Linked DNA regions of Anser cygnoides: region 1 is linked to region 2. A link is a contact called in public Hi-C data. All regions are on one chromosome and are shown on one strand. Each heading gives the region's core, a stretch centred on a gene start, on an enhancer-like site or on the middle of the called end of the contact. The rest is flanking DNA. Distances are from core to core; before and after follow the strand shown. Region 1 overlaps SEC23IP (SEC23 interacting protein). Region 2 holds the start of WDR11 (WD repeat domain 11).

Region 1 (7,548 bases), core at 4,891-7,390, 350 kb before region 2:
CTCTATGCTGTTCTAGCTCAGTCCAAGTCATCTTGATTTTCTAGAGTCTTAGTCTTGTATTCTCATTGGAACCTTGCATTATCATGAGGAAGGATCCTCATTCTGTTAATCGAACCAGGCAATGCTAATGGAGGCATTCTCAGTTCTCTAATAATCCCATTGCAACTGCCTAAATCCAGACAGGTAGATAGTGTTGCCAATTTTTTTCCCTCTCAAAAAGAATATTATGTTGCCTGTTACATTTATGGAAGCAGCTCGTTGTTTTTTGATGGATATCTTTTGTTTGTTTTGTTTGTTTTTAAGCTGTAAAAGTTCAAAAACGCATTTGAACTGGGAGTACTGGCAAAAGATAGAATTCAGGCTGATATAAAAGTATGGAGTTTGGAGTGTTTTGGAATGTACTTCAATATTGACATGAGTTCCAACTTGCAAATCATCATGTCTTTCACTCCATTAAGGCCTCTCTTCCCCTGTCATACTTCCTTTCATCTTTAATTTTTGAGTGTTTTTGCACTTCTCTTACCAATCTTCTCGCAGAACTTCCCTGTGACATCAACGTTTGAAGAGATTATTTCAGGCATCCATTTAGCCTGGAGGGTGGGGAAAGGGAGCCGTATCTTTATCAAATACGTCCTATCAGCAGAGTACACTGATGTATGAATATGCAATCAGGCCAGAAAGCTGTATGCTCTTTAAAATGTCTGGAAAGAACTTATCTGTGGTATTTAGACTGCAGCTTTAGAAACTGTTGTTTCAAAAGTTAATAAAGTACCTACCTGCATTTCTTTAAAGGCATTCATGCCTCTAATGCTTCTGTGTTACTAGGAACATAAAAAAAATCACTTTGCCGAGCATTGGACGGCTGCGCCACTTCACCAATGAGACACTCCTCGACATCCTGTTTTACAACAGCCCCACCTACTGTCAGACGATTGTGGATAAAGTAGGGATGGAAATGAACCGCTTGTACGCACTTTTCATGAGTCGCAACCCCGACTTCAAAGGGGGAGTCTCTGTGGCTGGACACAGCTTAGGTAATTATTTAGAAAACTCTTAGGATAAAACCAGCATTCCTACACTAAGGAAAATGGAACCTTTGTTAAGCATAAGACTAAAGTTAGCTGATAGGCCGTGACTGTCTTCCAGAATACTGCTAACTAAAAATTAAGCACCACTCAATAGCTATGTTTATAAAGCTTTGTGAGAAGTTCATACTTCCTGGATAAGTGTATATTTGTCCCTGCATTAGTTTTCTTCACGGAGACTTAATGTCTAATTTGTGTTTAAAAATTGACGGGTTATCTGGTGTCATGTTGGGTGGGCAACCTCCTTAGTAAAAGTAAAGCCATTTATATGGGTTTGGGCCAGGACTTTTCTTCCAGTTTGGTAAGCAGTCTAGGATGGTTAAGGAAAGGTAGTTTATACTGCATAAAGCTATTATACATAAGCAGATTTTGTTTGCTTTTTGCTGAGAATGGTCATGTTCCTGTGTGTGTTGGTTGGTAGTGTATTGATCTCTTTTGATCAGCATATACATTGCTGTTACCGCTGCATATAAACCCTGCTTTGTATTTAGGGACAGGAAAATCTGAAATTTTTCTTAAAGGAACTTTAATTCCTGTTTCCAGGTTCCTTAATTTTATTCGACATATTGTCTAACCAGAAGGACTTGGCGTCATCAGTAAATACTGGGGCTTTCTCTGGTGTTAATGGGACTGTAAAGGATGTGGCTATTCATGATAAACAGGTACCTTGCATGCTAGTCTTTCACATCAAATAAATCTGATACTTTCAGCATCTATTTCTTATGCTGTTAGACTATTAGCTGGAACACTGTTGTGGGTTCTGATAGTGCATTTTGACATGTTAACAGTAACGTGCCATTTTGTAAACATTGTCAAGTATCAGTACAAGCTGTTTGCATCTCTCTGAAGTTCCAAGTAGACCAGTCATGGGATTTGGTCATGAGCATCAGCTTTGACCCTTGTGGACACGTAACTTGGTCTTCACAGTACCTGAATATGTAATATGAATATGTTACCTGAGATATGTAAGAAGGAAAGAATTTTATCTGTTGTCAAGCTTGATGTGGTAACCAGTTGTCTGATCATTAAATAAATAAATAGTTGTGAGTGTTGGAAAGCTCAAGAAACCTCTTGCCTCTCTTACTAATTTTTAAATATGTATTTTACTCGTCTATTAGTAGTAGAAAATCTGTACCCTTCTTTACTAAAAATGAGCATAAATTAACAAAACTTATTTTATAATAATGTTTTTAAGAGAAAGTAATGAAATTTGCATTTATTTGTTGCATATTGGCTTTTCACTGTCCAATGATGTGACTCTCTTTCTTTGTTGTCCCATTAAGATGACTGAAGATACCAGTTCCTTGGGCTCCTCAATTACTACTTCTGGTGATGACCTTTGTGAGCCTGAAATAGACGATGATGTTCCTACTTTGCAGAAGACTCTGGAAATGCTTAGTTTATCAGACTATGCAAGCACATTTGAAAAGGAGCGAATTGACATGGAGTCTCTGGTACAGTAATGTTCAGTTGACTTACGGGGATTGACAGGGTGCAGATATTGTGGGTTTTGTTGTTTTTGTTTGTTTTTTTGTTTAGTGTACCATCAAGAATGAACGTAGTTGCAAAGGAAAAATAATTAATGCCTGACATGAAAAATAAATGTGATGTGACTTGGGTTTGTTTTTTTTCAGTTATGTTATGTCACTGTGTATCATGGATTTTTATTTTTTTGTAATTTCTGTAGCTTTATAAAATGATGTAACAAATTTATTTGATAATGAGGAATGATATATGTTACTAGAAAAGTTATAAAATATACTTTGTGTGTGTATATATATATATATATTTTTTTTTTCTTAAGCTGATGTGCACAATCGACGACCTGAAGGAAATGGGGATACCTCTTGGACCAAGAAAGAAAATAGCCAATTTTGTAAAAGACAGAGCAGCCAAGCAGGTAAATATATTTTTCAGGAGTGAAACAGGGAGTTGTTGAGCAAAGGTAACTGACTTTCTTGCTGTGGAGTAGCTTCTGTACTTAACATGCTTTTTAGCATCATGAAAATATTAGAGGGCTTTTGATAACTGTGGGGAAAAAGTTTTTTTTTTTTTTTTTTTTTCCTGATTCTAAAACCTGTCTCAAAAGGAACAAAAGAGAGCAGCAGCAGAAAAGAAAGCAGTACTGGCTGCCACCCTCCAAACTCAAGAAGCTTCCCAGAAGGCAAAAGAGACAGTTACTTCTATTTCCCCTTCGGAGTCGGGTCAGCAGCACTCAAAGAGGAGGCTCCCAGTTGGTGCGTCTGTTTCTTCTGTGAACATTGACTATGAGTATTTTGAAGTTGGAACTGGCCAGGTGAGACTACATAAATTGAAATGATTAGTCTGCAACAATGTTGTCCTTCTTATTTGTTTGTTTATTTAAACATGTTGGTGACTTTGCCCTACTTAACTCTTGCGCAATGATCAAGGGATGTTTACGTAGAACTTTACACTTTGGAGGGAGGGAGGGAGGGAGGGCTGGGACCGTGGGTTAGATTACTGAAAAACAAAGCTATAACAAGGATGCCAGTACAATTATTATTTAAAAAAAAAAAAAAAACACTTTCAGCAGCAAATGAGCTATAAAAAGGATTCTGTTCCAAAATCAAAAGTCTGTGAATGCCATGACACTGAAGGGCTCTGTGGCTGTATATTTAACATAGTAGCCTAAATTGGTCTATAGATGATGTTATACTTGTTTTACCTCAAACTTAACTCAGAAATCAAACCTCAAATGCTTCCTGTTCAAATAAACTTTTTAAAAATTTATTGCTTAATGTTTATATATCTCTATCTTTTGTAATTAGAGATTTTTAGAGAAGCATTTTAATACTATAGTGTTAAAATGTACTAGTACTATAGTATTAGTATGGGGGTGCAGCAGTGTAGCTGAAACCTCCTGGAGGTACTGTGAGCATGTGGTTGATTTAATACACATCTTGTTTTTCCTTCTTAGCTAAGCATGATATTAACTAGCTCGCAGTGCTGAGAAATTATTTGTCTAACTTCTGTCTGGTAGGTTTCAGTAGTTTACAATGCATTGGACTTTGAACCGGATATTTTCTTTGCTCTTGGTTCTCCTATTGGTGTGTTCCTTACTGTGCGAGGACTGGAAAAGATTGATGAAAACTACAGGCTTCCGACCTGCAAGGGTTTCTTCAATATTTATCATCCAGTGAGTAAGCAGTACTTTTGAGATTTGATTTTAGCTGATGCAGACAACAATATAGAATACTAAGTTAAAACCTCCTTAGCATTATACCTCCTTTCCCCCTACATACATTTCTCAAAAGACCCTTTAAAAAAAAAAAAGACAGACCCATCTGTAATGTGTATTTCAGATATTTGTGATCTTTACAGCTAAAGTGAAATAGTGTTGGCTCATAAGTTCCATGCCTGTGAATAACTTCATGATATTTGTCCTGTTCATTTTGAAGCTTAAACAACATTTTTTTCATTAATTTCAATCTATTCTTGAAGATTTTGTAAAGTGCCTGTGTTTGAGCCACTTACCAGACTTTTCTTAGTTTCTAGGTTGATTCTGGGAAATGTTAAAAAACAGAATAAAAAAAAAAAATGTGAGTTTTGGAAATGCACTACATTTGTCCTCTTCCATCCTGTCTTGTTTAGGAATTAAACAGTGACAAGTTGGTAGAGATCGTTTCCCTGTTATGTTCTTCTCTTAGAACCTCTGTAGGAGAACAAGACCTAATTAGCTAATGAACCTACCTAATCTTACAACTAAACTAAATTTTCATGAACTGGGTTTCTGTAAAAATGAGAAACTTCTGAGAGAACAGAATTCTAAAATAGTTGACCTTCTCTACTAATTATATATAGGTGTTTTTTTCACTGAAATGTGATGGTTAGAATAAATTCTAAGATAACTAAATGTCAATCTGTTGTTTCTTAACAGCTGGATCCAGTAGCTTACAGGTTAGAACCAATGATCATTGAAGACTTGGATTTAAAACCAGTTCTTATTCCGCATCATAAAGGCAGAAAAAGGCTTCATCTAGGTAAAAAGAAAACTCATTTAATATATGGCTCTCACTCCTAACTTACTCATTTGATGCATTAGAATATTGCAAAATTTCAAGAGACTGGGGAGTGTTCCTTGATACGTGTCTCTGTGATCACTTGTTCTGTTCTTAATTTCTAAGAAAATGAGAATCAGAAACTAAATTTACTATGGTTTTTACCTTGTTCTAAATTACCTCCATGAGATGTTTAACCAGTCTTTTCAGTATTGGAAATGTTGATGAAAAAGGCAGTTCCATAGCTTGGTGGGCAGGGATCGGGTTTTTGTTGCTCGTGAGTACACATCAGATCAAGGTGATCTAAATTTTGCATACTTAGATAAGGAAAGTCAATTTTGCTGTTTATTTGACTGTCACTGCTGCAGAAGTTCTGAGCCATTGTGCAAGTGCCACCAGTATTGAATGGCACCTGACTCGCTGCTGACACATTTACTGAGCTGTAGCAGAATTACAGGCTAGAGTTGCCCTGGAGTGCTTCTGAAAATTCACTACTGCTGCAAGAGTCATTGGCAGCACTTCTGTTCTGCTCTGCTGGAGCTTGGGACTGGTCCCTCTGTACTTCAGCGTAGGGTGTCAGCAGGGATTGTGGGTGGTTGTGTTGAGGGATTGGCTGGGGTAGATAGTGTTGTGGATCCTTCAGAACATGCTCTGGGACTGTTTCCTGTGACAGTAGGTGTTGACTCATTGACCCATACAGTGAGAAATTAATTGTACACTGATTATATTTCATCTAATCTTTTCCAGTGGAGTAGAGATACAAGAAACACATGTTCATGACGTAGCTTTCTTCTGATAAATGGGATGTTTGTTGATTGGAGTTTAATCATTCTGGTTTTAGTTTAAGATTTTAAATCCTCCTACTGTGGCGTTCTTTTCAGAGTTGAAAGACTCTCTCTCTCGTATGGGATCTGATCTGAAACAGGGTTTTATTAGTTCTTTGAAGAGTGCCTGGCAGACCCTTAATGAATTTGCACGTGCTCATACGTCTTCAACTCAGCTACAAGCAGAACTGGAGAAAGTAGCTAACCAGATTAAAGAGGAAGAAGAAAAGCAGGTGGTAGAAGGTATGTGGGCACATTTCTGGTTTCATAATTTATTGTTCTCAAATTAGTAGAAACTTGAGTACCCTAGCACATGTTTGCTGCTGCTTTTCCCGACCCTATTAAGGAGGCCTATGTGTTTTTGGAGCATTGATGTTAAATATAAGATCTACTGTGTATTTTTTTTTTTCCTTTTAGGAAAGGAAACATTGACAGCTTTTATTGAAGGGCTTGAGTTTGTCTAACCTTTTAACTTTCCAGTAGAAAAGTTTTGATCTGGCAGGTTTCCAGATCAATTGTTTTCTTTCCTCTCAGGACAACTTAATACAAATAAATATTTATTTCTGGGATTTATTTCTGGGATTTATTCTCTTTAGTAATCTTCTGCTGAGTTGTGGGATGAGTTGAGAAGCATTAAAGTACGTTCTCTAACAAGGGAAAAAATGGCATTGAGGAAAATCTGCATGGGTCAGATATAAATGCTGTCCCTGGTTATAACAAAAGCAGGCTTCCTGGTCGCGAATTATCTGTCAATGCTTAATAATGCTGGCTTTGTCTATACTTACAAAGGAAAAAAAACATACCTTGTGGTTGAAGTTGAGGATAGTGATTGACTCTGTTCTAGCGGGTTGTAAATATATATATGTATATATATTTATATAAAAAATTTCAAAATATTTGTTTGTGGAGTGACTGGATCAGTCTGTGCACAAACAGTGAGGTTTATTTTTTAAATGGTTTAGCTGTTCCTTTATGTGGGCTTTCTTCAAACAAACTCTGTTTAAACTGCTATGAAAGAAATAAGCTTATAGTTCCAGTAGATTTCTGATTATGCAGTGATGTGCTAGTCAGTTAAATTTGTCCTATTGCAAGCACTTGGAAATTATAATGGGGAAAATGAGTGATATTTCTTGATTGTAATCAAGCAGGCTGTGGTTGAAAATAGTTGAAATCTTGAAATCTGTAATTGTAGCTGAAAAGATCACTGAAAGTCCAGACCCTCCAAAAGATGAGGATTTTTCAGTGAAGGTTGGAATGCTGAATGGAGGACGTCGTATTGACTACGTTCTGCAAGAAAAACCAATAGAAAGTTTCAATGAATACCTTTTCGCTTTACAGAGTCATTTGTGCTACTGGTAAGAGGAAATATGCGTGATTCTATAAATACTACTTTCCTGATGTAATTGTCTGGGTTTAAATGTCAAAAATTATGCCCTAATGCATAATTGGAGTGCATTTTGACAAAAATAGCTGTGTTTTTATACCCAAATATGTTTTCAGACTTGTTCCAGGTGTCAGTGTATGCACGTGATTTAGGAGACCTGAATTTTCTGGGTCTCTGTAGTATTTGAAACTTTTTTGAAAAGATGGCCGTCCAGTTGGACATGAGGTCCTCATCAC
Region 2 (7,462 bases), core at 4,872-7,371:
TGGGATTGGCATTCTCATTCTGGAGAGTTGCTGGGTAGCTTTTAAACGTTTGAGCTGAATGCATTTGGGAAGGGAGACACGTAATTGAGCCTTTGGTCAAAAACATCTAATTTTGCATAAAACTGATAGGGTTCTAGGTGCCAAATATTTTTCACCCTCAGATTCATATATTCATTTTATTTTTATGTTTATTTCAGCAGAATTCTGAAGTTGTAGCAATTTGTAGCAATTGAATCTCTTTCATCAATATCTTTTCTTTAATCTTATTCTGAAAATACAAAACAAAATCAAAGATTATAACTCTATAACCCTTAGCAGGGTTATAGAGTTAGGCTGGGGTTAAATGAATCTTGACTTCAGATATATTCCCTTTGGGTTAAAAAAAAAGAAAAAGGAGAGAAAAGAAACGAAAAAAACACTTCATTTTAAATAACAAAGTTATCTACACTAACTTTCAAAGCCAGGTGGAGCATATTGAATTCCACCTATATTTGCGGATGCTTTGAGATGTTTGAGATGTTTCCAACCCTTTGTTTTAGTGCAACTATAGAATACCTGAAGTGGTTTGTTGCACAGCATGCTTTGCTGAATAAGATTGTGATTGCTCATGCCTCTTTGCTGGAGGGGAATGTTTTCCTGAAAGAGAGCTCAATTCTCTACTGATTCTGAATGCAGACCTCCCAGCCTTCTTTTTTCTTGAGAAAAGACAGTGTCCTGTCATGTCAAGCGATGGGGAACATGTGTTCTCAAAGGAATTACCTTCCTGTACGGCTTCCTTGAAAACAGCTGTACCGTATCTATCTTTACACTTGGTGATCTCAAGCTGCAGGTGCAGAAGGGCAGATTGTGTTCAGATGAGTTGTCTGGCATTTGAGGAAGTTCCAGTCATGGTGGCAGAGGACATGGCATGATGCTGTGCATGTTTTTCGCTGTCAGCCCCAGATCAAGAAGGAACATTTAACTAGGAACTTAAGAGAACTTAAGCTTTTAAGGTATGGCCTAAAAACTGACAGTGCTAAGGTAATAGCAATGTAATTTGTAAGGCAAATATGATTCTGCCCAATAGCATGTATGAATTAGTTACATATCCTGATTTTAAACTAGGTTTTGTATAATGAAATATAACAGCATACAGGCTAGAATTGTGGTGGCTCGCTGGTAGATCCCAAGAGCTCCTGGAGCTCTAATTTAAGGCCATGGAAATTAAAGAAGTCCCAGAAGCTTTCAGGGGATTATTCCTGCAGTAATTACTATTACATAAAAGAGAAACCCAAAAGAGAGAGACTGCGCATACATCTTTACCTTGATCCTGCTTTTTCTAGTTCAAATTCACAGCATGATTATTTAGAATCATGAGCCTAAAGCTATGTAAAACCATAGGTCTTGTTATTTATTTAATCTGAAGGTTTATTTTTTTTTCTCTAATGGTTTTTATGATCGCCCACTACTTCATTCTCCACACGTACTTCATGAGGACAACCGGAGCCGAAGCTGTCTGGAATGAAGTCTCTCTTTGTGGGTATTGTATTTGGACCTGAATATTTTGCATTCTTGCTTGGCTGTGATTTAGATGAATGATAAGATGTAAAAGAGTACATAATGTTAACCACATTGAAAAAAAGTTAGTGGCTCTGGTTATAGTTCACATCCACTTGCTGTGCATCAGTCTCTGTGTTGGTGAGTGGACCAACAGATGGACCCCAGGAATCACAAATAGTTTACCCAGTGCACAACTCTTCCTCCCTTCTGACATCTTACAATATTCTTATTCTTTTCATCTCTTCCAGTGACCCTCGCCGTTGTTCACAAAGCTCTGCCTCATCTTCTTTTTCTCTCTCTGATGAATCTTCAGTAAATATTCAGAAAAGAGACTGATGCTTCCTGATTTTCACCCTGCTTTTTAATCCTGAAAACCATTCCACTTTTAAGATTTTTAATTCTTACACCTCTAACTTTGTTGACACAGGACCAATTTCCTTCTTTTGTTTCTCTCCTTCTGGTATCTTCTCCTTATCTTCAACTACATTAAAATGCATTTCTTTCAGAAGTCAAGAAAATAGATAGAAAATTGTGAAGAAAAGCATCTGTTTCTGTTGTTCCGAAAACACGAGTAGCAGCAGGATGCCAAAGGATACAGAGTAAAACCACAGAAGTGGGGAAAAAAGAATTAGTGAGGTTAATGGCTGCCAAGGATTCTGCAAAATAGATCTGTAGATCTTGGTGTCCTCAAATGGTGACAAACAGAAAGGAACAAAAAAGCCCTCTACATCTGCAGACGACAGTAATTCATCAGCTTTAAAGTTGAGACAGAGATTTTGGGACGAGAAGGTTTTGAGAAATAAGAAGTGCCAATAATAAAATTAACCTAAAACGTGTTGAGTAATGTTCTAAGTTTCAAGAGCACATTTCTCTAGAAAAGAGTTGGAAAAGGCATTGGCTGCAGGTTGTTTCTTGAGTTCTTGCTTGCACGCATTGAATTGTGACTAAAAAGAGAGAGAGAAAAAAGAGGAACAGTGCTTACTGTTTTTTCTGTGGCAAAGTTTGCCACATTGCAAAGACCTGCAGCTGGCATTACGATCATGCCAACTTTGGCCATCTAGTGGCATCTTTTTCACGATGAAAAATAAATGAACAATTACCAGCCAACTCTACTTTGAAGACATACAACCCTCCCACACGGTACAATGTATGGCAAGTACAATTCAAGAAACTTGCCTGGAGCTACTGGATTCTGACTGTCTTATTAATGCTGTGGGGACAGAAAATGTTCCATTTTTTCCAGTTCTTTAAGAACACATGGGAGCCAACCTCTTTCCCTTTCAACACAACTGAATAAAACAACATGAGCACACGGTGCCTTCTGACTGCTCCTGGGTTTTGGCAGAGATCGCCACATACAACTTGAAAGAAAAGGCAAATGCTGCCATTCCAGTTTAACTGAAAAGGAAAAAAAAAAGGTATTTTGCTGCTTTGCATCTTGATGCTTGCCAGAGCAAACTCGCAATGTTCCTGCTGTGGGATATGTCAGCTTTGATGGCATTACCGAGTATATGTGACAACTGGAACAGGCCTAGGCTGGAGTGTGGGCTGTGTTACGAAGGACGTAGCACCTCAGGGTGCAAAGTGAATGCTTTATGTTGCTGCTGAGGCACGGGGCAGCAATGTTGTGTTTTTTTTTCTTTTTTTTTTTTTTTTTGCAGCTGGGTTGTTGCTGTTGCCTTTCTCCATTTACGAGGCAAGTTTAGAGCAAAGATGACTTTGGTGACAGAAATTTGCTGGGTCTGGTAAAAGGTTCTGCAGCATCCATGAATCCAGTGAACTGACACAGAGGGGTTTCTTGGGGGACAGTCGGATGCCTTTGAGGTGACAGGGGCCCTCTGTTCTGAGGTGATTTCTGGTGTCCAGCTGCCCACAGGCAGCAGCCATGTCTTCTCCCGGAGGCCTTCAGCAAAGGCAGGCAGGGGCTCGGGGATCCCCATGCTGTGCTTTCCTTCTGGGCTGTATTGATTCCAAGTCAGAAGGACATATGGTTCTCTCCCTGATAGCATAATAGAGCCAGATTGGAAATGTTTTATTAACAGATAGGCCAACCCTTTACAATGTTTAGTTAGATAGAAAGAAGTTTTTTTTGATCCAGGAAGAGACAGTTTTGATCCAGGAAGAGACAATTAGAGACCTACTCCTCCATCTGGAATGTCACAAGTCCATGGGACCAGACAAGCTCCACCCTAGGGTGCTGAGGGAGCTGGCGGAGGTAATTGCCAAGCCGCTATCAGCGTTCCTGGTTATCTGGAGAGGTCCCAGAGGATTGGAGGATTGCTGATGTGAATTCCATCTACAAGAAGGGCCGTAAGGAGGACCCAGGGAACTACAGGCCTGTCAGCCTGACCTCGGTTTCAGGGAAAGTTATGGAGCAAATCATCTTGGGTGAGATCACACGGCACCTGCGTGGCATCCAGGGGTTCAGGCCCAGCCAGCATGGGTTCATGAAAGGCAGGTTGTACTTGTCCAACCTCAGCTCCTTCTATGATTGTGTGACCAGACTGGTAGACGAGGGAAAGGCTGTTGATGTAGTCTACTTAGACTCCAGCAAAGCCTTTGATACAGTCTCCCACAGTATTCTCCTGGGGAAACTGGCTGCCCGTGGCCTTGACAGGTACACTCTTCTCTGGGTAAAGAACTGGCTGGAGGGCCGTGCCCAGCAGGTTGTGGTTAATGGAGTCCAGCTGGTTAATGGATGTCCAGCTGGCATCCCGTTACAAGTGGTGTCCCCCAGGGGTCGGTACTGGGGCCTATCTTGTTTAATATCTTTATTGATGACCTAGATGAGGGGATCAAGTGTACCCTCATTAAGTTTGCAGATGACACCAAGTTGGGAGGTAGTGTCGATCTGCCTGAGGGTAGACTGGCCCTTCAGAGGGATCTGGATAGGCTGGATTGCTGGGCTGAGGTGAATGGGATGAGGTTTAACAAGGCCAAGTGCCGGGTCCTGCACTTTGGCCACAATAACCCCATGCAACGCTATAGGCTTGGGGCAGAGTGGCTAGAAGACTGTGAAGAGGCAAGAGACCTGGGAGTGTTGATCAATGCTCGGCTGAACATGAGCCGGCAGTGTGCCCAGGTGGCCAAGAAAGCCAATGGCATCCTGGCCTGTATTAGAAATAGTGTAGCCAGCAGGGCCATGGAGATGATCATCCCCCTGTAATCAGCTTTGGTGAGGCCTCACCTTGAGCTCTGTGTTCAGTTTTGGGCCCCTCACTACAAGAAGGACATCGAGGCCCTGGAGTGTGTCCAGAGAAGGGCAACAAAACTGGTGAGGGGCCTGGAACACAAGTCTTATGAGGAGCAGCTGAGGGAGCTGGGATTATTTAGTCTGGAGAAGAGGAGGCTCAGGGGAGACCTCATTGCGCTCTACAACTTCCCTTCAGGAAGTTGTGATAAGGAGAGGGTCGGCTTCTTCTCTCAGATAACTAATGATAGGACTCAAGGAAATGGTCACTAGCTGCACCTGGGGAGATTTAGATTACATATCAGGAAAAACCTTTTCTCTCAAAGAGTGGTCAGGTGCTGAAACGGCCTGCCCAGGGAGGTGGTGGAGTCACCATCCCTCACGGTGTTCAAGAAGCACCTGGTCAATGTGCTACGAGGTATAATTTAGTAGCTTAGTGGGTAGTATTGGTGATAAGAGAACGGTTGGACTAGATGATCTTGTAGGTCCTTTCCAACCTTGTGTTTCTATGATTCTGTAAGTTTAGAAACTTTGTATGTGTAAATGATGACCCAGGCCTGGAGAATGTGTTGGAAAAGATTGGCTGAGGAACTCATGGTATGCATATGACTACTCTTTCTGAGTAGTCAGGCATCGGAACGGGTTGCCCAGGGAGGTGGTGGCATCACCGCCGTGGGTGTGTTTAATGAAAGGCTGGACCTGGTGCTTAGGGACATGGTTTAGTGGGTGACATTGGTGGCAGGGTGATGGTTGAACCAGATGATCTTGGAGGCCTTTTCCAGCCTTGATGACTGATTGGTTCAACGCTTAGTATGCATGCCCGAGTTGACTATCGACCCATCCACAAACATTGGAAGAACCTGGTGCCTGAAAGACCACCAGTAGAAATAAATGCGCATACATACTTTAATGAGTTCCAGGAAATAGTAAGATGTATATTTTGATTGTATAGAACCCCTGTAGCTAGACAATTTGGCACACACACTAGGTGGAGTGATCCCCCATGTGTCTGACACATTATTAAAGAATGCCTTCCTTCTAAAACTCCAAAACTCAAAAACTCTAAAACTTCCTTCTAAAAACTCCAAATTGAGTCTTAAAGAGTGTCTTTGACCGACTTTTACGGTATCAGTATGACTGAAAGTTTGAGAAGCCAACCCCATTCCCACGCACTGCCGAGGGCTCCCCGGGAGGGCCTCTGCGGCTGCCTGTGAGGAACGAGGAAGATTTTACCCCGAGCAAAGGCTCCTGCTCGGGGCCAGGGCCAGGTTCGGGATTTCTGAGAAAACTTCAGAACCGCTTCCTGCCCACCGGCAGCCCCGGAACGGCCATTCGGCAGCCGCAGGGCGGCGGCGGAGCCGGGCGTGACGGACCGGCGGCGGCTGCGGCGCTTCCTGCGAGCGGGGCCGGGCCGTGCCGTGCCGGGCAGGGCCGCGGCGCTGTGGGGCTCCGCGGGTCGCCATGCAGCCCTTCACCGTGAACATCAAGCTGGCGGCAAGGACCCTGACGGGAGCCCTCAGCGCGCCGAACAGGGGGGCGGCGGACTGGTACGGGGCGCCGGGACGCGGTGGGGGGGGGGGGGGGGGGACGAGGGGTGGCTGCCAGCTCCCCTCCTCTTCCATCCCGAAAAATTGCGCGAGGAGAGGAGGTGCAGCCCTCCGGGCGTCGGGGAGAGCAATGCCACGGCCCCGCGAGGGAGGGTGGGTGTGTGCCAGGGCCTCCCGGCAATGCCCTTTTGTGGGCGGAGCTCTTGGTGCTGCAACAGCCCGTGGAGAGCTGGTGGCTCTTGCTGCTGCTGTTTCTGGGGTTGTTTGAGGCTTGAGGTCCGAAGTCCATGCGTGCCTCGGTGTTTGTTTGCATGGCTCTGAGCAAGAAGTTCGCCCAGCTGTGCTAGGAAGCAGTAAGCGAGCGCTGCTGAATCCTATGGAAACAGCTTCAAATGAATTGGCCTGAACCCAGTCGTTTTGGAAAAGTGTGACCTGTACATTTGGCAGCTTGCAAAGCAGTGAACACTGAAGTTCTTGGAAGTTTTTAGAAACTTCATCTCCTTTGACTGTTCTCGCTTGCTCACTGTTCTCATCATATCCGTATAAATATCATTAGAGGCCACATTAATCGTTCCTCAAGTCAGACCGCATCAAAGACTTTAACTATTCTTGTAGTTCTTCACATGCTTCCTCATCCCCATGCAATTATATAAAAGCAAATATGCTCCTTACATATAACATTTGGGAATGCTGTGCATGTATTCCAGTATGACGTTTTAAATTTACAGAAGAGGATTTTTATAGATGGGCACAAATGTGTGCTTTATGGTTTCATAGAGACTCATCAGCATACAGTTCAGCAGACAGTGCTGCAATCGCATTTTATAATGCTGTTGAGTTTTATGTTAAGTAGTTTTTAGTGTTTGATATTTGTGTCTGGTAGTGTACACTCAACTTACCAAAAAAAAAATAAAAATCTTGCTCTTGATGTGAACTGCTTTTTGTTCTTTTTTGCTTGTTTGATGATGGTGTGTGCTTTTCTAGGGGCTGGCAAGGTTTGATTGCGTATGGATGCCATTCGCTTGTGCTGGTAGTTGATGCCAATACTGCCCAGACTTTACAGGTTTTAGAAAGACACAAAGCAAATGTTGTCAAGGTGAGATACATTTTAAGGTGCATTACTTGATTCTGGTGTATATCTTATTTTTCCAAATGATTTTCAATACTCATATTGCACTCAATTTTT

What was found. A called contact is a pair of places that touch in the nucleus more often than the background predicts.
Region 1: a Hi-C map of liver shows a contact between it and region 2, with 2.5 times the contacts expected there. The contact joins the enhancer-like site here to the promoter of WDR11 in region 2. A contact is called at or near these places in 2 of 7 Hi-C or Micro-C datasets (granulosa cells and liver).

The regions. Positions count from the first base shown.
Region 1 is chr7:6,015,848-6,023,395 of Taihu_goose_T2T_genome, reverse strand. It overlaps SEC23IP (SEC23 interacting protein), which reads left to right. Exons shown (of 19, transcript XM_067000765.1): 9 at 826-1,034; 10 at 1,629-1,747; 11 at 2,369-2,539; 12 at 2,890-2,985; 13 at 3,175-3,381; 14 at 4,087-4,242; 15 at 4,984-5,086; 16 at 5,986-6,171; 17 at 7,121-7,283. Among named protein-coding and RNA genes, the nearest start is that of SEC23IP, 14 kb to the left of the region's middle. Within about 2 kb of position 6,140, at least 1 of the 3 cell types and tissues checked has open chromatin away from gene starts, as enhancers often do. A contact at or near this core is called in liver, where this site is marked.
Region 2 is chr7:5,666,371-5,673,832 of Taihu_goose_T2T_genome, reverse strand. WDR11 (WD repeat domain 11) reads left to right here and starts at 6,121. Exons shown (of 29, transcript XM_067000379.1): 1 at 6,121-6,276; 2 at 7,261-7,372. The coding sequence starts at 6,191.